Regions from separate parts of the Mus musculus genome. Here all the other regions are linked to region 1. The links are chromatin contacts, called in public Hi-C, HiCAR-type and HiChIP or PLAC-seq maps. All regions are on one chromosome and are shown on one strand. The core of a region is the stretch at or near the end of the contact, and the rest is flanking DNA. Distances in the headings are between cores, read along the strand shown.

Region 1 (2,903 bases), core at 239-2,738:
CTCTTCCACTGGGACATCAACATTCTGACCATAGTGGACCTGTGGCCATCTCTCCCCAGTCTCCAACTTCATTAAACCACTTGTACCACACTTAGCACAAAGTTCAGAGCCTGAGCCCTCATGCTCTCTGCGCACGGAATCTTTAGTGGACCAATGGTTTCTATGCTGTAAATAAAGTCAGCTGGCTTTATTTACTCAGCCAATGAAAATAGAAACCTCTCGGATTCGTTGGTGCTTTTGTCCCACCCCGTCCCTTAAAAGGTCTGAAATGAATTCAAGGGTGATTCATCTGCTCACACATGCTTTCACCCCCACTTACTGTCACCTGCTACATCCCCCAATCAGTGTCTGCGGTGGTGGTGATGGTGGTGGTGGTAAAAGATCGTGATGAAAGTAGGTTGTCATTTGCTGAAACCTTGTGCAAGCACTAGGCACTATGCTCCAAACCGGAACGAACCGGCTTCCCTTTACCGAGGTAAACGGGACCAAAAGAAGAAAAGTAGCTTGCTCAAGGTCGCACAGCTAAGTTGAAGAGTGTAGTGAGGCGCTGGCGAGCACAAACCTGGCCCAAGAGTGGCACTCTAAGCATGAAAGTTTACTAAACTTTAAATATCACTGAAATGCAGAAAGTGAAAGGTGGCCCCTGGCCCCGGGGCCAACAGAGGAGAAGACAGGACGGATAAACCAGGATCTACAGCTTGACGAGGCCAGGGCTGCAGACATAAGAAAAGCTGTAGGGGAGCAGAGCAGAGACGGGCTGACCTGACCTGGGAAGTGGCTCCGGGGGCCAGGCCTCGGGACGACCCCCCTGTGCCCACGCGCCGGGCCGGCGGGCCTCACCTCCTTCCACCTGAGCTGGCGAAGACTGATCTTGAGCGCGTCCAGGGAGGTGCGGGCCTTGGAGCTGTCCACGGTGACCGGCCGCATCGAGCCTGCGCTCCGCCGGTAGACCCGGCTCCGGCTCCGGCCCCGTGCCTTCACGAGCTGGCTCAGGGCCCGCGCCGCCGGCCTCGGCTGGGCCAGGGGCAGCGCTGGTGGCAGCCGCCGGACGACGCGGGCCTCTCCTTCCTCGGGCGCGTGGCGTCGCGTCGGGGTCGGGATCCGGCCCACGTCCTTGGGCTGCTCCTCCAGCTCCAGGCGCTCTGGATCCCCGGCCGCGCCAGCGTCCACGCCCTGCTGCTTCTCAGTCTCCGCCGGTAGCGACTCGGTCGCCGCTGCTGTCGCCGCCGCCGCCGCCGCCGCGTCCGCCTCCCACTCAGCCTCCGGCTTCTTCTCCGGGCTGCTGCGCCGCATGACGCTCAGGGCCGGTGCCGGCGCCACAGCCACCGCCGCCGCCGCTGCTCCGCCGTCCCGGCCCGCGACCAAACTGCCGCCGCCGTCGCCGCCGCCGCCGCCGCCACGCGCTCCCCGCCCGAGCCCGTTGCCATGATCTCTCAGGCCCCGGTTGACAGGGATAGTCGCCGCCTCGGGACGGGGCCCCGCAAGGGACAATCGCCTGCCGGGCCCGGCGACCTCACAAGCGAGCGCGTCCACGTGACCAGGCCTGTCACAGAGGTGGCGATAGCCATCTTGGAAGAGGGCAGCTTGTCACACATGCAGAGTTTCTGAGCACTCAGGGACTGGCTAGGAATGATTTATAGTGGGGCTGAGGGTAAAAGAGGTTGCGCTCCTGTCTCGCTCCCGAGCTTGGAAAGGGAAGGACTTGGGAAGAGCGGCATCTTCCTCAAACACGAGACTTAGTTTCCCCAGTCCTACTACATTCATCGACTCCTTTTCTGTGAGCCTCAGACTGAGGCTGGAGGCCACCTTTGTCGGTTTTCAGGTCTCTCCCATGAGATGGAGAAGCCCTTCAGATTCCTAGACTTGTAGAGGGCAACACTTTTTATTACAATAAAAACATATAACAAAACGTACTAATTATTTTTAAATTTATTATGTGTGTGGTGTGTATAATTTTGCCTACATGTATGTATGTGTACTATGCATGTTCCTGGTGGAGAAGGAGGCCAGAAGAGAGCATCAGATTCCCTGATGTGACCTGCTGCGTGGTTCCAGGAAATGAATGGCAGATGAGCCTTCATCTCCAGCCCTCATTTAATCTATTTTTAATTCACTCTTCAGTGGCATTCAGTGCATTCATACTGTGGTGCAAACCATCTCTACCATTCATCTTCAGAACTTTTCATATTGAAAGCATACCCATAAACTAACTCCTGGGATTCCCACCCCACAGCCCTGGTCACCACAAGTCTATTTCCCCCTTGAATCTAACTACTGGGGTACCTCTTGTTTTTATCTTATTTGGCTTCACAAGGTTTTTGTTTTTGTTTTTCATCATAGTGGGTGTCAGAATTTTACTCCATCATAAAGCTTACAAATATTCTATGTGTGCGTGCACAATTATTCTTCCATAGACCTTTCTGCGGACTTTTTGGTTATTTTAATCCCTTGACTCTTGTGACTAATAGTGCCATTAACATTCATGTACAAGTATTTCTTTGAGCCCCTCCTTTCAGTTTTTCATGGCTGCCATACTTTGTTGTTGTTAAGATGGTCTCTTTAGCAGGCCTGGCTGTCCTGAAACTCACTATATAGACCACTTGGTATCAAACTCACAAAGTTCTGCCTGCCTCTGCCTCCTGAGTGATGAACTCCTATACCCAACTAAGGTAGGCATAAAAATGTAGAGTTGATCTAGAAGAGGGTCCTCTCCTGCCTGAGGGAGCCACATTTGGGTTAACTTGAAAGTTTCAGAAAATGGGGTTAGAAAGTCGTAACAGCAGCCTGGACTGACCAGTGGCCGTGGTTGCACTTCAGTGAGTTCTGCCACATTTAGTTTTAAGGGTCCTGGGGGAAAATGGCCCCTCCTGCATTTCTCCAAAAGTCTTGTTTCCTTGGCCGGG
Region 2 (2,903 bases), core at 125-2,624, 430 kb before region 1:
TACATTTTTTAAATTTACGTTAATTAGACAGTAAGCACACAACATTCTATTCAACATGATTCACACATGTCTACATATGTAAAATATTTTTTAGTTTCTGCTCCACTGTTAGCAAAGAGAAAAACAAAATTCAGAATATAAGTCATGCATGATATGGTCTTATTTGTGTATATATATACACACACACATGCATACTACATCATACCACACACACACATGCATACTACATCAATCATACCACACACACACACACACATGAGTACCACATCGTACCACACACACACACACACACACACAACACACCACATCATACCACACACACACATACCACATTATACCATGTGCACACACACTACACACACTATACACATGCACACACCACATCACACCTCACACACATGCATGCATACTATGTCATATCACACACACACACACACACACACACACACACACACCACATCATAACAAACACACACACACATGAGTACCACATCGTACCACACGCACACACACATACACACCACATCATAACAAGCACACATACACATGTACCACATCGTACACCCCCCCACACAAACACATACCACACCAACCACACACACACATACCACATTATACCATGTGCACACATACACACACACTATACACATGCACATACCACATCTCTCTCTCTCACACACACACACACACACACACACACACCCCACATTCTGTAGAAAAAGTGCTGAAGCTTACTTGACAAAGTGCAATCCATGTTTAACTTGGCAGGATAAGAGGTGATAATTCTGAAAAAAAAACCTGTCTATTTTTGTCACATATAGAATCCATGTCATTTACACATTTTCATTAGATATGTATTACCTAGTAATTGGCAATCTCCAACAGACCAATGATGTTGTTGTAGAAGTAAATTGAAAATACATCATGAAAGGCTGTATATAATCAAGTGTCCTTAGCTAGGCCTGGTGGCACAGGCCTGAAACCCCAGCTACTCCAAAGGCTGAAACAGGGGGATTTTGAGTTCAAGGCTGGCCTTGCTACAGAGTGAGTTCAAATCTAGCCTAGGCAAATTAAGGAAACTTTGTCTCAAATTTTTTTTCAATAAAAAGGAAAAGGAAAGTGAAAAGAGGGCTGAGAATGGAGCCCAGGGCTTAGAGCATGTTCCTGGTTGGGACAGCCATCCAAACAAACAAACAAACAAACAAACAAACAAACAAACAAACGTTATTCCTGGCTCCCAGTGGAACCGCCTTGTTGTGCTGGCCCACATCTGCCACACGGTGGCGCTGCTAGTCTGCCGGCTGCTTCCAGCCCCGGACCTTGGCAGGGAAGGGGTGGGATGTCTTAGTGAACAGATTTATTTCCTCAGCATTCTGCCGGCAACCTCAATAGGTGGTATCTGGAGTACAGACTCAGTAAGTCAGCCGTCCCCGTGGGTAGCTCCCGCTGCTGTGAGTCGAATGGCTTCACATCTCCCCATGACCAGCCTGGATACCCTGGTCAAGCCTGTATGGCCTTCAGGATCTGCTCTAGAGGTATAGAGTTTAAAGTCCAGCAGGAGCCCGATTTGTCGTGGCCCGTCTCACCTGTCACGGGAGTTAGCTGTAAGAGAAGGGGGTCTGTGGTGAGGTGGTTGGTCATGGCTCTCTGCACTGACCTCAGTCTCTGAGCGAGTGGTGTCTGCTCAGGGCCTTCCACAGCTCCCTACCACCCTCAGTCAAGTTCCAATGCGCTTCTGGCAATCAGCCCATGCTCCACCCCCTCGGACCCCTTTCTTCCCTTCTGCCTGTCACTGTCCTCATTGTTTCCATTCTTGCAAACGCTCTTTCACTTCCTGTAGCATAAATACTGCGTCCTTCTAGAATTCTCTCCAGCTCCTTCCCTTCCCAACACTACACTTGATTCGGGCCATATGTAGGGCAGGGCCCCATGGGAACCCAGAGCCTGTCTGCCTGGATCATCTCCTCTCTCCTGTGCCAGGACCTGGGGCACCCAGCAGGCACTCACATGTCCCTGCACTGTGTAAGAAGGCTGGAGAGCAGTCACTGGCGGCTGTGGTTGGAATGGGGGGCGCGGGGGTGGGGGGAGACTGGGGGGGCTGGGGGTGGGAGCTGGAGGACTGGGGGGGGGTAGGCCGGTGGGGGGAGGGGTCCTTTAGGGAAACGAGAAGACATGATAAAGGTACTGCCAGGGCCCCTGGCACACAGCTCTAGCTGGACCAGATTGAAGTCAACCACATGAGATAGGTCCCCATCAGCCTGGTCTCTTTTTGTCACACGCTACTGTCCTCCAGACCCCGCATGTCCTCCTGACTCACTGGTGATAGCTTCCAGAAAATGTCCCTGCATTCTGTCACCCGACTTTGTATCTTTTCCCCACCTGCGTCTCCACGGTCTATCTATCTCAGGGTGGACTCCATCACCCACCTGCCATCAAGGGCTTGGTGACTCCTAGGATCCTGTGAGGTAATTCATTCCCTGTTGCTCCTTGTCAGTTCCTCAAATGACATGCTGCAGCCATTCTTCCTGTCCCGAGTTCATTTTGCTCCCCCAGCCTGGGCAACCCCCTCTGTTCCTAGGGGATGAGTGTAAACTCCGTCAGTTTCTGTTTATACCACCTTTCTTCCAGGAAGCCCTCTCTGACTTGGTGTCACTCCTTGGGATTCCTGCAATCAGCTGAACCTCTTTGTCTTTGTCCTGTTGACACTATGTGGCCCTTGCTCATGCCCTGCCTTTTGATTGAAGATGGCATTTAGTCCTTGTTCTATGGCCTCTTGCCACCCCCTAGCCCCAAGTGCACTATCCTTATTGAATCCCCCAGCTTTGGGGGTCCCCTGCTCCTGAGCCATCTCCTGCCACATGCTGGCTTACTCCCCTTCTTGGGCAGTTTTTTCTCATTCCCAT
Region 3 (2,903 bases), core at 138-2,637, 380 kb before region 1:
CTGGGAGGAGAGCCTTAAGGAAAGCATCTTTCCGGAGGGAACCTGACCTCAGTTCCTGGGCAGACCCACACGCTGGCCTTGGACCTGTGGCTGGAGGCATGGCAGTTCCTTGGAAGGGGAGGGCTGACCAGTACATCTGACTCCACAGGGGCTGTGCAGGGCTTGATGCCAGTGGAGAGCTCTGCCAGGGCCGGAGGGTGCAGTTCCCCTCCAGTCTGTCCCCAGCGAATACCCCTGCTTTCACTGCTGTTACGGATGTGGGAGGCAGAGCTGGGGTGGAAACTCCTCACTCTGTCCTCTCAAGGTCCCATGAAGGACTCCTGTAGAGGTCTTCTTCTTTCTCCCTGTCTTGCTCACTGAGGAAAAGGAGCTCCCAGGCCCACAGGTCCTGTTCCTTCTCACAGAGAGCATCCTCCCTTATGTGGCTTAGAGACTGTTCATGGGCTGTGGCCTGGGCATGACATGGCATTGGAATACCTACCCTTTTGTTTGCTTTTGCTTTTTAGACAGGGTCCCTCTACAGAGCCGTGGCTGTTCTGGAACTCACTCTGTAAACTAGGCTGGCCTTGAACGCACAGAGATCTTCCTGCCTCTGCTTTCTGAGGGCTGGGATTAATGGAGTTGGCCACTATGCCCAGCTGGACACCTCTACTTTTTTCATGAGGAAGTGGATCCTTTTTGTAGCACAGAAGAGTCCTTTGGGTTTCCTGATGTAGGGCCCCTGTAATCTTCAGTGCTTGGGGAGGGGCAGTTTCTCTGGCTCTGTGTGACTCTCAACTGAAGTTGGCACCATGCCCAGTCACCTGAGTATGTGTCTATTCAGCTTCTGGACTGATATTCCTGAACCCACAGAGACCCCTGGGAACTTGGGAATCTTTGTTGCCCTGAGACACTACTCAGTTCAGCTGTCCAACTCAGTGCTTGCATGGGGGTCCACGAGGGCCTTCTGCCACTAGAGACCAAAGCCTCCCTCAGATCAGCTGGCCAGACTTGTCAGCGTCCACCTGTCTGTCTGTCTGTCTGTCTGTCTGTCTGCCTGCCTGCCTGCCTGCCTGCCTGCCTGCCTCACTGCTTCACTGCCTCACTGCCTCTCTCATCTTGCTTTCACCTTCTCCCAGCTCTGTTTCTCCATTAAGCTGGGGAGGGAAGGTACCAAACCTAGCAGGAAGGGGACAAATACAGGAGGCCCAGAAACACATTCAGAATAGTGATTAGATCTGGAGTTGGAGCAATGGCTTAGTAGTTAAGAGCACTTGCTGCTCTGGCAGAGGCCTTTTGTTTTGTTTTGTTTTGTTTTTGGTTGTGGGTGCATCTAGCTGAGTCCTGTCTGAACTGTGCTATCTTACAAGTGCTTTTAAGCAGGCTCAGGAATGCAGCTCAGTGGGGAAAGGTGTTTACTAACAGCGTGCCAGAGACCTGAACTCCACCCCCAGCACCAGGGGGTGGGGACGTGCTTGTAAGGGCTGAAAACAGTTGAGTCAAAACTAAATAATGTAGACCGATTCTGAGTCTAACCATCGGTGCCCGGAAGCCCACTGACCAAATCCTGTCTTTCTCCAGATTCAGGAAATAATCTGCCTGGCAGGATGGTGCGTGCCCATATTCCTGGCACTTGGGAGGCAGAGGCAGGAGGATCACTGCAAGTTCAAGCCCAGCTCAGTTTGTGTAGTGAGCTTTATCCCATCAGGGCTTATACAGTGGGCTCTGTTTGTAAAGAGAGAGAAATGACCCTCAGTGCTAACTGATGGTGGATGGCTTCCCAAAGGAGTGGCCCTGCCATTCTGAGGAGGCCAGGGGTACCTCTGAGTCCTCAGGCTGTGACAGGACAGAGGTGCTGTCTGGGATGACACCGCCAGCTTGTGTCCACTGAGTGTCTACTAAATGCTGATGCTATTGTGGCTCAGATCTACAGACTTTCCTGCTGGATCACACAAGGCCACGCTTTTGCAAGAAACTGAGGCATTTTTGTTGTTGTTGTTAGTTTGTTTGTTTCCCCTTTCTCTTTTTCTTAGCAAGGGTTTGCTAAGAATTGACCCGTCTTTACATTTGGGTAGCCTGTGGCATGGTGGTCTTGGTCATGACTTTATGAGCTCTGGTAATTCATCCTTGGTTTCTGAAATAGTGATTAAATTCCTTGATTTTAAACTGAGCCTTTTCTGGCTTAGGTGTGAAGTCCTAATAGGATAATGGATGGTTATCTTATTGACCTCTAAACCTTTGTGGGTTTGAAGTAACTTGATTTTCTCCCATGACAGGTCCCTGTTGTGTAGGAGTGCAGCTAGAAGGAGCTAAACAGGGGACCAGAATGTGAAATCAAAGTTAGCAGGGCTCTATGTACTGTGCCTGCCCCACCCTGTGTGCCAAATTTAGCACAGTCAAATATTGTAGACACCAAATCCTTTGGCTGGTCATTGTTTTGAACAAAAACTAAAGGTCCTTCCCGCCCACCCTTCGTCGCAGCCTTCCAGACCCTTCTGCTCAGATGGCAGGCTCCTATTTTGGCTTCTTGGGCCAGCTGCTAGAGGAAGTTGCTGGATCCTGGGCCAGACTCCCCTCCCTCCTACCCTGCCCAGCTGGAGGCCTGGCTGTCACTCTCTGCCTGGTCACCTCTGCCCCCTAGGAGACCTAACAGACCAGGTAGCAAACGCTGGCCACCCTTCCCCACCCGCAGCACCATTCCAAGGTGTTTAAATGGGTCTGTGGGCTCAGCTGAGTTTGATGCTCTTTGCTGACTTGCCCATCTGTAAGATGGGATGACAGTAGCAGCCTCTTGGCTTCTTGGACGCATCTGTAGCTGGCTAATATGTCTCAGGTCCTTACTACCACCTTCGTGGTATCCGCCATTTTTGCTAGGCAGCCTCTGCAGGCTGAGTACCCACATGGCTCCTGGTGCTTCTTGCTTT
Region 4 (2,903 bases), core at 111-2,610, 360 kb before region 1:
CCACTGACCTGGAGGCCCTCCCTCCTAGACTGAGGAGCCAGGAAGGGGGCTTCCCCTGTGAGGAGAAAAACCTGGCCTGGATTGTTACCTAGGCTACCCTACCCCACTCGAGATTGCCGTAAGTTCCTCCAGTGTCTAGCCTGTCCCATTTCCCATAAGAGTTCATGCAACAACCGTTGGCCAAGACCATATGCCCTTGTACTTTTTGTGTGATCGAGGCAAGTCTCTCTCTCTCTCTCTCTCTCTCTCTCTCTCTCTCTCTCTCACACACACACACACACACACACTTGAGCACACATCTTTTAGGGCCTCAGTTTCCCCATCTGACTTGAACTGGTAGGTGGTGTGGTCTGAATGTTGCTTTGGGGAGAGGGGAGAGAAATGGAGGTTACCTAGGACCAGGAGGGTAGACCTAAGAGGAGGGGAAAAGGAGGCAGGCAGATTGCTGGCCATTTTAAGAGAAGGACAGAGATGAGAGCCAGCAGCAAGTAGGGTTGAGGGGGGGATGGGTGGTTGGCGTGAGGCTGCCAGTGATTTGATTTTTGCAAGATTTCTGTTGCTTCAAATACCAAAGAGAGATGGTTGGGTTTGTAGCTATTATGATCGGGGGAGCCATGGAAGTTTCTGGAACTGCAGAATGACTTGGAGAAAGTCTTTCAGCTTGTGGTAGTAGAGGCAGGTGGTCATTCCTTTCCCAAGCCTCAGTTTCTACTCCCACTGTAGGGTAGAGATCTTACTACCTTCAGAAACTCACTAATGCTACTAAAAATGTCAGAGGGGAGGGAAAATTCAGGCACCTCTGGTGGTTTATGTGGGGGATGGGGCAAAGTGGCTTAGCAAAGCCCTCTGGTTGCACAGGTGTGCCTTGTATTCTATGTGCGCTTGAAATGCACACAATAATTTTAATGGTATGAAAGTCATATTTTTATCAGATGGAGACTGCCTTCTGTAAAGAGTAGCTAAGTATCTTAGGCAACAGAGACAGGCAGAACTCCGACCTGACTGAGGGGTAGGTGCAAAGCTTTGTGGGGCGCTCTGGTCTGGCCATGTTTCAGTCCAGTCACCCCCTTCCTCAGACTCTAATTTCAGGTGCCTAGCCTTGGTGTGTATGCATATATACATGCACCACTGCACCTGTGGCGGGATAGGGTGCTCCAGGCACCCCAAGTTGGATATGGAGTTTAGACATGGCTGTTGGGTATATGCTGTTATTGGGGTTCTTCGGACGGGACAGGGGCACTCTCGGGCCGCGTCGCCCGGACGACTCCAGGCCAGGATTTTGCCCGCACTGACTTTCCGGGCGGGTGCCAGCCCAGCCTCCCGGTCCCGGGCCCCCGCCGAGGGGCCGGCTGCTCAGGGCGGGGCGGGGGAGGCGGCGGAGGAGGAGGAGTTGGAGCTACTTTGTAGGGCAGCCTTGGTCTTGCCTGCTGCTGCACCAGAGCGCGGGAGAGAGTGCGGGGCGCCCGCCGGGCGGTCCGGAGCGGCCGATGGGGCCCGTGTGAGCGCCCAGGCCTGGCCCGGTGCCCGGCGGGCGGCAGCATGTCCGCCGGCGGCAACGCCAGGAAGAGCACCGGGAGGCCATCCTACTACTACCGGCTGCTGCGGCGGCCCCGGCTGCAGCGACAGAGGAGCCGCTCCCGCAGCCGGACCCGGCCAGCCAGGGGTAGGCGCCACCCTGACCCCAGACCCTTAGTCCCTCGCAACCCCGCACCACCAACGGATGCTTTTGAGGCTCCTGTGTCAATGGGTGATGGCTCCTTATCTGGAGCTACCGTGACTGTCCCATCCCCATTGCCCCAGCTTCTGTAGGGTCCTTCCTCTTGGGGGAAAGCGGGGTCCCTAATGTTTCCCATTATATCAGGACCAAAGAGAAAGGGGTCGGTCTGATATGCAGTTCCTCCGTACTTCTGAGTTCCGAATCCCATTCCACTGTGCATCAGTTTACTCAGCGCGCAGGCCGTAGTAAAGTAGTCGAAGTGGATCCTGACTTGCCTCCACTGTCTGCTACTCAAGCTTAGCGTGCTTCCAGTCCTGTCTTGCTTCCTCATCTTTTGGATGGAGAGCTGAGTGGGCTTCCTGTGGGGAGAGCCAGGTTTGTAGGGGCCTGGAGCCACTCTGAGTGGTCCTTGGAAGGGTACTTCTTTCAAAATGGGGAGGGAGAAATGCAAGCCTTTCTTCGAGCCAGTAATAAGATCTTCAGCTAGAGAGGCCCTAACGTTTCATGCTGACTTGTGCTGGGCTGGTAAGTAAGTAGGGTCAGGGGCTCCACACAGAGACTCTGCCAGGCCTGGGTTGTGTAAGGCCATAATGCTTCGGTGGCTTAGGCCCACTGAAGGTGTCTGTGATGCAGAAGCTGCCTTAGTTTACATCCTAAGGTTATCTGGGGCATGGGAAGCCTGGCCCCGGCCCAGCCTCACCACAGGCAGAATGTGCCAAGCCTGCCTGGAGAGGTGTGAGAGTGGCCCCTTGTTTATTTTTTAGGTTTGGGTCAGTGAAGCAGGCAGGCTTTAGTTTACTTCCCCCCAGAATGGAGAAGACGTTCCGGCCCCAGCGGTAGAGCCAAGTAACAATGTACAGGGTTTATTTAGGAAGTACTGAGTTCCCTGTGCACAGAGTTCAAGTTTAAGCTGTCTGACTCTGCCCACAGGTTTGTAAACTTAGTTTGAGGATTCCCCAAAGCATGTGATATCCCGGCCTTTGCTGAAGTGGCCTCTGGCTAGTTCCTGTGCCTAGTCTAGGCAACCAGAGACCCAGGTTCAAGCATGAATCGCCTCATTTCCTGAGCCTTTGTTTTTCTCAGCTGTAAGAATCTGCCATTGTGACAGATTCTTGGTGTGAGGATGGGTTTGGGATGAAGGTTCAGGGGTTTGGCCCCCCAGGGCCTTTCCTGCCCTTCCTGTGCT
Region 5 (2,903 bases), core at 129-2,628, 330 kb before region 1:
GGTTGACCAATGACAGTTGGGGCTGGCTGAGCTGGCTTGGCCCGATTTCTTCAGAGAGCTGGATCTCTACTGTGGCCCTTGGGGTCATTGGAGGACCAAGGTTTGGGGCCACAGCAGGCTTGTATCAGGAGAGGCTCAGGGTGAAAGGCTAGTGTGTGAGCTGACAAGTAGGGTTAGGGCCCTGAAGTCACCAGGCTGGGCCTACTAAATGGTTAGACCCTGCCATACTGAATTGCCTAGAGGTTCCTTGGGCCCCTTGTTAGCTTCTCCACCACTTTGGGAGGGAATAGGGGGGCATTCCAGGTGAGGCAGATGGTGGGTCAGGTTCTCTGCACGGGGTTCCAAGCTCAGCATGGCTGACTATACTGACTGTGGTGACATGGTAGAGGATCATAAACCTGTTCTTGGCAGGTCCATGAGGCAGACTGCAGTGGTGTTCATTTCCTCCTTACAGTTCCAGGCCACACACACTTTGCTTTCTAAGATGACTACATTGAGCAGAGTGGAAGGGCCCGCTGAAGCTCCTTCCTCCAGCACTTGGATGTGGAAGGAGTCATGGACCTTAATGGCTTGCCTGTGGCCAGTCTGTGCTAGCCAGTATCATTTTTTAGTCCCCTCCTTATGGATGAGGAATGATAGACTCAGAGAGGGGGCACACTGTGCTGGGTCACACAGTAAGGGCCAGAGCTGACATCGGAATCCATGCTCCCCTCTCCCGCTTTCCCTTGCTCAACACAGTGCCTGAGAGGTTATTTCTTTGTACCCAACCTGTGGTCCTGCAGGCCCTATCCCCTTCCTGGATCAGGAGCCTGGACAGAGGTAAGGTTCAGATGCCGCCTTCCTGTTTCCACTTTCTTGCTCTCTGTGTGTATGTGTTTGTGTGTGTGTGCACATGTGTGTATCCATTAGTGTTTGTGTGTGTGCACAAGTGTGTATATGTTAGTATTTGTCTGTGTGCACATGTGTGTATCCATTAGTGTTTGTGTGTGTGCACATGTGTGTATCCATTAGTGTTTGTTTGTGTGTGTGCACATGTGTGTATCCATTAGTGTTTGTTTGTGTGCACATGTGTGTTGACTTTGAGGTCCCTTCTCAGCTTCTCTCCCTCTCTCTCCCTCTCTCCCCTCACTTCCTCTCCCTGAGACACAGGCTCTCTCACTATTAGCCTAGAGTTCACTGGTGTCTAGGTTCACTGACCAGACCTTGGGCTCCTGGTCTTCTGCCTCCCCTCTTAAGTGCTAAGAGGACAGGCATACACCATCATGCCTGGCTTATACCGTGCTGGGAATCAAGCTTAAGACTGTGTGTAGGCTGGGCAAGCACTGTACCACTGAACCACATCACCCTCCACCCCTCATTCCCTCACATTTTCCTGCTGTGAATACAAAGTGATCACATGGCACTGGGGTTGGATTACAGATGTAATTACATGTGAGTTCTTGGGCAGGGATTGTTTCTGAAGCCAGGAGGCCTTCTGTGGAGGTGGCAGATACTGACATCTGTTTCGTACACAAGTCTAACGTCTCGATGAATAACTGCCTGTGGATTGCTTAGAGAACATCTTAGAGAAGCCACACCCCTCCCCCGCCCTAGTGCCTCAGATGGCCTCTAGTGGGAGCAGGTGGCTCCATTTCTCTCTCCAGCCTGGCATCCGGGCATCCAGGGCCTGGAAGGACTGCCTCAGCCTCTGACTTCGGACTGGTTGATCTTTTTGCCACCTTTCCATCCCTTGCTTTGGTCTTCCTGGGCAGACATTCTCTTCCCAGCTCCAGGATGTGTCCTCATGTCCTTCCTCTCTTCCGCTCTGTCACTAACGATTCACTACGTGCCTCCCTTCCACCAGCTGATCATGACCTTCTCAAGGGCAGGACTGGCATCTGATTCCTTGGAATCCTCAGCTCCTGCTGCGGGCACCTGCTAGGGGCTGGTGGAGTGAAGGGGAGTTGAGGGGGGCAACAGGGAGCAAATTAATTAGATGGGGATGAAGTGGGGAGCAGCTACCTCTTCAAATCTACGTCTGTGGCCACTGTGACTACCAACTCTGAGATGAAGGTCTAGCTGGCCCACCAGCTCCTAGGAGCCCCAGAAGAACATCAGCTCTTGCCCAGACTTTGTTTCTGCCTCTGATCCTTCTGAGGCCACGACTCCCAGGGCAACCTGCAACTGCCAGATTGTGGGAGGACAATTGCCCGTGGTGCCATCTCCAAGTGCGTCTGTTTTCCTAGTGGAAAGGCATGTAGCCACGCTGCCTGCTGCCCCTGGGACTCCGGGTGCTGCTGCCCTTGCAGTTTGGCTTTCTTGCCGCTCAAGTCAGAGATCCCCTGGGATGTTCCCCATTGGTTAGCACTTCTCCCGGCCTTGCTCCAGGGCTAGCCCAGACTGTTGCGTGTCTGGGAGGCTAGGATTATCTGACCATCTTTGGGTTAGCCACTGCTCTCAAAAGGTCTCTTTCATTTGTTATCACAGCAAATGAATTTCCACTGGTATGGTGGGGGAGTGTGCCCAAGAAATAGAGGGTTTAGAGGTTTGCTAGCTTCTAGAACAGCTTTCATTGCAGGAATGAGGAAACCAAGTCACAGAATGGCTAAGGTTCAGGGCCTCATGGTTGCGTTGTGGAGTGTGTACACAGGCTGAACTCAACACTGCTTCTTCTTGGCTGTGTGACCCTATGCAAAATTTTCCCTTTCTGAGCCTCTAATGCCCCATCTGCATAGTGGGTTATGAGGATCAAAGGAGTCGTGAAAAGCTTTAGCAAAAGACCTGGTGGAAGCTTCCTGAATTGCGTGTGCTGGGTCAGCTCCTGTCATGTGGTTACATGGGTATAAGAATGGGGGGTCCCGCCCACTCTGCTGGGTGACTCTGCCAAGAGCATTTGCTCACCCAGAAGGGGGAAGGGCTGTGAG
Region 6 (2,903 bases), core at 256-2,755, 300 kb before region 1:
AGCAGAGGGCTTCAGAGGTCTAGAGCCCTTCTGTGTTCTTGAACAAGCTGCGGGAGGTGCAGAGGAAACTCAGTACTGGGAGAATGGGAGCAGTTCTAAAGGCAGGAGCAGGGATAAGGAGAGGTGAAGAGACTGAGGGAGGAAGAGGATGGACCCATGGCGGGCCTCTTTGTGCCAGGTGCTTTGTTTTCGGAATCAGAAGTCTAAGAGGCAAGCTTGCTTCAGTGCTGGGTAAAGGGTGTAGAGGGCTTGCTGTACTTATCTAAGGTCCTGAGGCTAGTACAAAAGAACTGCCAGCCTCACAGCTCTTAAGTCCTCTGGTGGACACAGCCTATTGAGGACTGGCTGGCATCTCCTCTCGGCTGGGTTGGGTAGGCTGTTCTCTTAACCATGGGTAAGAACTACTGAGTGTCCAAGAGAGCACGACACATAGAGTCCTGCAGCATCTCTAGGTCCCTGGCACTGATGACACAGATGTGCAAGTGAAGCCTTCATGTGGGCCTGGCCACTGCTGAACTAGGCCAGAGGTAGAGGTTGTTAGACCCAAATCCTTGCCCATGACCATTGTCTCTGTAGCTCCTGAAGGGCAGACCTCTCATAGACAGCCCAAGTGCCAAATACACACATTCATTGAGCACCTATTGCATACCCATTGAGCACCTACTGCACGCCGTGTACCGTGCCAGGTGCTGGGATAATAACTCTGGCAGGGCACTTCATGCTTCCCACGGCTCCTCTGGATCTCATTAGGAGGTTGAATCTCTCCAATTGGATATTTATTTTCTTGTTTTCCAAGTAAGGAGACTGAAATAGAGAGGAGAGTGGCTTTGAGGTGACACCCGCAGCCACCAGCAAGGAACCAAGCCCATCCTGAGCCTTGACCTCTCCCTGGGTTGAGGGTATACTCTGGGGACTCGCAGCTGTTTCTTCCCAAAACTACATGCTGAGATGGAGTTTCAGGAAGCCAGGCCCACAGAGAATCCGTATCCAGGAGAGCAGGACTCCTGGGGCCACAGGAAGCACCTGCCTGGTCCTTGTCTCCACCCAGCAGGAATTGGTTGTTGGGGACAATTGTCTGTGTTTGGGGCAAGTCTGAGGTAGAAGAACAAAGAGAACCGCCTCTGCCAATGCAGCTCTGACCTTGAAAACCCCGTGGAGCTTCATTTAGTGGAAAGAAAGAGGGAAGAATTGGTTACCAGCTTCAAAGCAGGGCAGGCGTCCTGCAAGCAGCATCGGTGGAAACCTTGCCTTTGTGAGTTCTTGCTGTTGAATTCTCTTTTTCAGCTTGACAGAAGTCCTGGGGATCTTTGTTTGGCTTGGCCAGAGTTGCAGAGATGCCAGGATCACTGCTAACCTTGCCTGGACACTCCAAAGGCCTAGCCTTTAAACAAAGGTCATACAGTGAATGATCTCAGAGACCTACACACAGGCTGAACGTTACCAACTCATATGTCCTGCTGTCAGAGTACCCACCTGTGGGAGGGGCCTAGGATCGAAGTGAATCAGTTTGTACTGGCTGGGGGCAGGGCTTTGCAAGGAAGCAGTGTTGCAATCAGGATATCCTGGGCGGGTAAAGCTGGGGCTGACCTTATTTATCTGCCGTTTTAGTCTTTATCCACACACATTGGCAGGTCTTTGCTGTGTGTCAGAACCCACTGTGACCCTAGGAGAGGGTTGGTATGTTGTGGGCCCTGCTTTGCCCATGTGACATAGGAACCCTAGCTGAGGCGCTTCACAGCTGTGGTGACAATTTCAACAGTTTGTAGGGTTGTGTCCTTCTGGGGTCAGAGATGGCTGCTGGGCTTTGGTGGCAGAACTTTGGGCATGGAAGAGAAAGTTCTAAACTTGGTTTTTGTGACATTTGAAAATTTCGCATCTTTAAATGTTGGCAATTGATTCAAAATTTAAAAATGTCATATACTGTGTGGTTAAACAAAACATGAATGTTGACCAAATACAGCCTGCCCTCCAGTAAGAATCCTTTATGGTATGGTTGGCTGGAGTCCAGGAGGCTAGACGGCACCAGGCCAGGCCTTCTCGTAGAGGGGCAGGGCAGAAACAACGGAACCCGCTACCGTTTATTTAGTAGACTGTGCTTGCCCGGCTGTGAGCTGGCTTGGTCCCAGTGGTGTGCAGTGCCACCCTGAGAGCTTCTAGCCATGTTCACTGCCCCCTGGGTACTTCCCCAGCCTTACTACATAAATGCCCCTTTGGCCAGACAAGGGCCCAGAGAAGAAAAGTGGCTTAAGAGACTCCCTGGTGATACCTGTATCTTGCTCTTAGGCAGTGGTGCAGCTACACAGCTGTGGGATGATACTGTCCACACATGTGACCTTGCTGCTGTTAGCACCTGCCAACAGGGCAGGGCAGGCCCTTCCTGTGCTGCTAAGGAGAGCCTTCTCAGGGACCTTGTGCCCCGTGCTCTCCACCTTCCATTGTAGGTTCCTGCTTCTCAGAGCCTAGATCACCTCTGGCCTGGCTAAGGCCTGTCCGGGCCTGTAGGCATAACTTTCCCTTTTGTCTTTCTCCATTGGTTGTCACACTTTCTGTAATCTGTGTTTGATTTACAGAAGATCACCTGGTGCCTGGTCCTTCAGACTGTCCTCCAGGCTTAAGAAACTAATTATTCCTATAGTGTATGCGAAGCCTTAGGGCTAGAGTCAGAGGCAGCTGACCCTCAAGGCATCAGACTACAGACTATAAGTCATCAACAAATTCCCTTACTATATAGAGACTACCCATAAGTTCTGTGACTGCAGAGAACCCTGACTAATACATTGGTGGAACCCCTACAGCCAGGTTTTCATCCTCAGTGTGCGGAAGCAGGAGGAGAATGGAGAGCACCCCACCACTGCCCCTGTATGGCCTTGAAGGGTCTACTACTCCCAAATGCCTGTATCTGA
Region 7 (2,903 bases), core at 265-2,764, 270 kb after region 1:
GATATTTTTGTGTCTCCTACGGGGGTGAGTCCATAACCTAAAATGTCAGATGGTTTCCTGCCTGGACCCTGCACCTCTGTCCAGACCAGGCTCTCCTTGTCTGAGTCACTACCTCTGGGTACAAGTGGGCATGGCTGGTTCCAATTATAGAGGCTAATTCACCGGCTTCTAGAAGAGTTGGTCACTGGGGATAAGAGTAGCCAGAGGAAGGACAGGCTGATTCTTCGGAAGTCTGTATAGCCCAGACCTTTACCAGAGAGGCCAGGCCTGTGGGTAAAGCAGCCCAGCAGGCTGCAATGTGAAGACACTGTTAATCAGACTTAGGACTTCAGCCGACCCATGTTGACACGGCTGAGGTTGCCAGTCCTATGTCAACAGCACAAATGCCTCTGTTGTCCCCTTCTCACATGACCGGATACATGATCATATGGAAATCGCATAGCGATTAATAGTGCCTACAGTTTACAGTCGAGGAAAGTGAGCTTTAGTAGGACAAATAACTCAAGCTCAATTGACTCAAGCTCAGATGCCTACATACCGAGAAGCTAGGATTGGAGCCCAGTTCTGCTAACCGCAAGTCCTGTGGCTCCAGGTCAGTTTACTAAAAAGCCAGTTTATCTGTTGGCTGATTGGTCCAGATAACAGCTTCCTCTAACGATCCAGCTGGCCAGTTTTTATATTGTTCTGGAATGTTCAAACGTAAGTAATCTTTCTTGGCTGTTTGCTTTGTGTATAGCTGCTGCCTAAGGGATTAAAGGGAACCCCCTGCCCATGAGATTCTGACATATATATCAGCACACCAGAAATGTATTACACTTAAACAAATGCTTAGGGCTGGGCTCCCTAGCTGTGTGGGGCTTTCTTTGGCTGCTGCAGCAGCAGCAGCTGTCAGATGGGCTCTCTGAAGCCCTCGTCCCTCACTGAGAGCTTCAGAGAAATGACATTCCTCACTAATACAATGTTGTGCTTTTGTATCTTTCAGAGTTTCTCAGCTTAAAATTTTTTTTTGAGACTAAGTCTTTTCATTTAGACCATTCTGGCATCAATGCTGAAACCCTCTTGCCTCAGCACCTCTTATGCCCCCCAGTTCTGGGTTTACAGGCTTGGCTTCTCCAGACCCTTGTCATGGTCTGTAGGAGGGAGGCTACATCAGGGTTGGGAAAATGATTCTTTTTTTATCTTTTAATTTATTTTAGATATTTTGGTATTTTGGCCTTCATGTATATCTGTGTGTCATGTGCCTGGCTGGTGTCCTTGGAGGTCAGAAGAAGGCACCAGATCCATTTGAACTGGAGTTACAGATGGTTGTGAGCCACCATGTGGGTGCTGGGAATTGAACCTGGGTCCCTGGGAAGAGCAACCTGTGCTCTTAACCTCTTAGCCGTCTCTCTCTCTCTAGCTCATGGAAACCAGTTCTTGAATGACTCTTTTCCTGGGTCTAAGGCCTGCCTATGGAGCAGCAGTACCCTTGTCTGGGTCTCTCAGTCAAGTCGGAGACAGTTCTGTTTTCACATCCCCTTACAAGGACACAAAGCAGAAGTGACCAAGGGGAGTAAATGAACTCCAGCATCAGCAAGGAGAGGAGAGCAAGCACTTTTCACGAGATGTTCATTTCCCATGCATTGAGCTCTGCTGACCTTGTTTCTTATCTTCCCCTTGTAGGAGAAACCATCAAAATTGTCATTGAGGAGTATGTGCAGCACTTGAGTGGCTATTTCCTGCAGCTCAAGTTTGACCCGGAGCTGCTGTTCCGAGCCCAGTTCCAATATCGAAACCGCATCGCCATGGAATTTAACCATCTCTATCACTGGCATCCACTCATGCCCAACTCCTTCCAAGTGGGCTCACAAGAGTACAGCTACGAGCAGTTTTTATTTAACACTTCTATGCTGGTGGACTATGGGGTTGAGGCACTGGTGGATGCCTTCTCTCGCCAGAGGGCTGGCCGGGTAAGCTTGAGAGAAACAGAGGCATCAGGGGTGGGCTCTGGGATACAACAGACTTGGTTCAAACTCCCCAGTTTCTTCATCTGTGGAATGAACACTCTGTTACTTCTACAGGTGGTTGTAAACATCCCTGTGTGAATTCTCTAATTTAGGTGACAGTGCCAGGTTTTATTAGTTACTTTCATGTTACAAGGACAGAAACCACTCAAAGGAGGAAGGGTTTGGCTTATAGTTTCAGGGGCATTACAATCTGTCACAGTGAGGAGGCCATGGCAGAGTGGCCCAATCTGTTGTGGCAGCAGGAGCTCAAGGCAGAGGTTGTTCACATTACAGCAGAGCAGGAGACAACAAGTTGGGAACCAGGGGCTGAGCTGTAACCCTCAAAGGCTGCTTTCTAGTGGTCCACTTACTTCAGCTTGGCCTCATCTTCTAAAGGTTCCAGCATCTCCAGTAGTGCCACCATTTGAGGAGCTAAAATAGAAACTTATGGAATACATTTCAGGTTCAAACCATAGCACAGGCATCACACCAGATGCCCAGGATATATATGGTGATGACGATGGATGTGGTTCGTGGACCCTGTCCCTTTGACATTCATCACACAGAAGAGAAACAGTCCTGTGACAGCTAGCATCATTTGAGGACTTGTTGTGTATAAGGGAACATGAAAAGTGCTTTCTAATGTCCTCAGAATTCTAAGGACATGTTGAGGACCATAGCATAGAAAGCCATGGTGTCCTGTCAATTCTATGAGCCAGGGTTGAGTTAGGGTGATGGTAAAGATGGGCAGGCGTTTCCCATGGAGAGCAGTGAGGTTGGTTTTAGGGGATGATCCTGTTGTATATGGAGAAGATGGCATGCCTGAGGGTCAGAGGGCATAACCCCTGAAGGACAGGAGGACCTTATTAGGATGTGCTAATATATAAGAAAGTACCTGCATGAAATGCCTTTTTGAAT

What was found. Hi-C and Micro-C count contacts between places; a contact is called where the count stands out from the background. HiCAR-type assays count read pairs that join an accessible place to other places. HiChIP or PLAC-seq counts read pairs in DNA pulled down with a chosen protein or histone mark.
Region 2: a contact with region 1 is called in an H3K4me3 HiChIP or PLAC-seq map of embryonic basal ganglia, with 5 times the contacts expected there. The contact joins the enhancer-like site here to the promoter of Ttll11 in region 1. A contact is called at or near these places in 16 of 39 promoter capture datasets (the 3T3-L1 cell line, 3T3-L1-derived adipocytes, the C10 cell line and 9 more), 2 of 15 datasets of contacts at CTCF or cohesin (large pre-B cells and pro-B cells), 4 of 484 Hi-C or Micro-C datasets (bone marrow-derived macrophages, cortical neurons and nephron progenitors), 20 of 115 datasets of contacts at active chromatin or transcription factors (the 230-238 cell line, the SCID.adh cell line, astrocytes and 13 more) and 4 of 9 other capture datasets (adipose tissue, embryonic stem cells, liver and 1 more).
Region 3: an H3K27ac HiChIP or PLAC-seq map of extraembryonic endoderm stem cells shows a contact between it and region 1. The contact joins the enhancer-like site here to the promoter of Ttll11 in region 1. A contact is called at or near these places in 2 of 39 promoter capture datasets (hippocampal neurons and neural stem cells), 2 of 484 Hi-C or Micro-C datasets (bone marrow-derived macrophages and cerebral cortex) and 13 of 115 datasets of contacts at active chromatin or transcription factors (the SCID.adh cell line, astrocytes, bone marrow-derived macrophages and 10 more).
Region 4: a HiCAR-type map of embryonic stem cells shows a contact between it and region 1, with 4 times the contacts expected there. The contact joins the promoter of Dab2ip here to the promoter of Ttll11 in region 1. A contact is called at or near these places in 5 of 39 promoter capture datasets (HPC-7-derived erythroid cells, hematopoietic stem and progenitor cells, hippocampal neurons and 2 more) and 9 of 115 datasets of contacts at active chromatin or transcription factors (the SCID.adh cell line, bone marrow-derived macrophages, embryonic basal ganglia and 4 more).
Region 5: a Hi-C map of the N1E-115 cell line shows a contact between it and region 1, with 4 times the contacts expected there. The contact joins the enhancer-like site here to the promoter of Ttll11 in region 1. A contact is called at or near these places in 5 of 39 promoter capture datasets (3T3-L1-derived adipocytes, the C10 cell line, HPC-7-derived erythroid cells and 2 more), 1 of 15 datasets of contacts at CTCF or cohesin (large pre-B cells), 3 of 484 Hi-C or Micro-C datasets (the N1E-115 cell line, embryonic stem cells and neutrophils) and 11 of 115 datasets of contacts at active chromatin or transcription factors (the 230-238 cell line, bone marrow-derived macrophages, effector CD8 T cells and 7 more).
Region 6: an H3K27ac HiChIP or PLAC-seq map of epiblast stem cells shows a contact between it and region 1, with 2.8 times the contacts expected there. The contact joins the enhancer-like site here to the promoter of Ttll11 in region 1. A contact is called at or near these places in 1 of 484 Hi-C or Micro-C datasets (embryonic stem cells) and 3 of 115 datasets of contacts at active chromatin or transcription factors (bone marrow-derived macrophages, effector CD8 T cells and epiblast stem cells).
Region 7: a contact with region 1 is called in an H3K4me3 HiChIP or PLAC-seq map of bone marrow-derived macrophages, with 6 times the contacts expected there. The contact joins the enhancer-like site here to the promoter of Ttll11 in region 1. A contact is called at or near these places in 5 of 39 promoter capture datasets (the C10 cell line, cranial neural crest, liver and 2 more), 1 of 15 datasets of contacts at CTCF or cohesin (the NIH/3T3 cell line), 19 of 115 datasets of contacts at active chromatin or transcription factors (the 230-238 cell line, acute myeloid leukemia, bone marrow-derived macrophages and 12 more) and 3 of 9 other capture datasets (adipose tissue, liver and pancreatic islet).

What each region holds. Positions count from the first base shown.
Region 1 is chr2:35,978,332-35,981,234 of GRCm38.p6, forward strand. Ttll11 (tubulin tyrosine ligase-like family, member 11) reads right to left here and starts at 1,489. Exons shown (of 10, transcript NM_029774.3): 1 at 841-1,489. The coding sequence starts at 1,293.
Region 2 is chr2:35,543,532-35,546,434 of GRCm38.p6, forward strand. No RefSeq gene overlaps it. Among named protein-coding and RNA genes, the nearest start is that of Gm13446, 14 kb to the right of the region's middle. Within about 2 kb of position 1,375, at least 44 of the 459 cell types and tissues checked have an H3K27ac peak or open chromatin away from gene starts, as enhancers often do. A contact at or near this core is called in cortical neurons, embryonic basal ganglia, embryonic limb bud and 1 more, where this site is marked.
Region 3 is chr2:35,594,529-35,597,431 of GRCm38.p6, forward strand. It overlaps a transcript of Dab2ip not described here. Among named protein-coding and RNA genes, the nearest start is that of Dab2ip, 26 kb to the right of the region's middle. Within about 2 kb of position 1,388, at least 26 of the 459 cell types and tissues checked have an H3K27ac peak or open chromatin away from gene starts, as enhancers often do. A contact at or near this core is called in extraembryonic endoderm stem cells, where this site is marked.
Region 4 is chr2:35,620,621-35,623,523 of GRCm38.p6, forward strand. It overlaps Dab2ip (disabled 2 interacting protein), which reads left to right and starts at 1,361. Exons shown (of 16, transcript NM_001114124.2): 1 at 1,361-1,663. The coding sequence starts at 1,540.
Region 5 is chr2:35,650,048-35,652,950 of GRCm38.p6, forward strand. The region is part of intron 2 of Dab2ip (disabled 2 interacting protein); the gene reads left to right. Among named protein-coding and RNA genes, the nearest start is that of Dab2ip, 30 kb to the left of the region's middle. Within about 2 kb of position 1,379, at least 5 of the 459 cell types and tissues checked have an H3K27ac peak or open chromatin away from gene starts, as enhancers often do. A contact at or near this core is called in the N1E-115 cell line, where this site is marked.
Region 6 is chr2:35,678,951-35,681,853 of GRCm38.p6, forward strand. All of the region lies in intron 3 of Dab2ip (disabled 2 interacting protein), which reads left to right. Among named protein-coding and RNA genes, the nearest start is that of Dab2ip, 58 kb to the left of the region's middle. Within about 2 kb of position 1,506, at least 195 of the 459 cell types and tissues checked have an H3K27ac peak or open chromatin away from gene starts, as enhancers often do. A contact at or near this core is called in bone marrow-derived macrophages, embryonic stem cells and epiblast stem cells, where this site is marked.
Region 7 is chr2:36,243,382-36,246,284 of GRCm38.p6, forward strand. It overlaps Ptgs1 (prostaglandin-endoperoxide synthase 1), which reads left to right. Exons shown (of 11, transcript NM_008969.4): 9 at 1,663-1,949. Among named protein-coding and RNA genes, the nearest start is that of Ptgs1, 14 kb to the left of the region's middle. Within about 2 kb of position 1,515, at least 56 of the 459 cell types and tissues checked have an H3K27ac peak or open chromatin away from gene starts, as enhancers often do. A contact at or near this core is called in the NIH/3T3 cell line, bone marrow-derived macrophages, liver and 1 more, where this site is marked.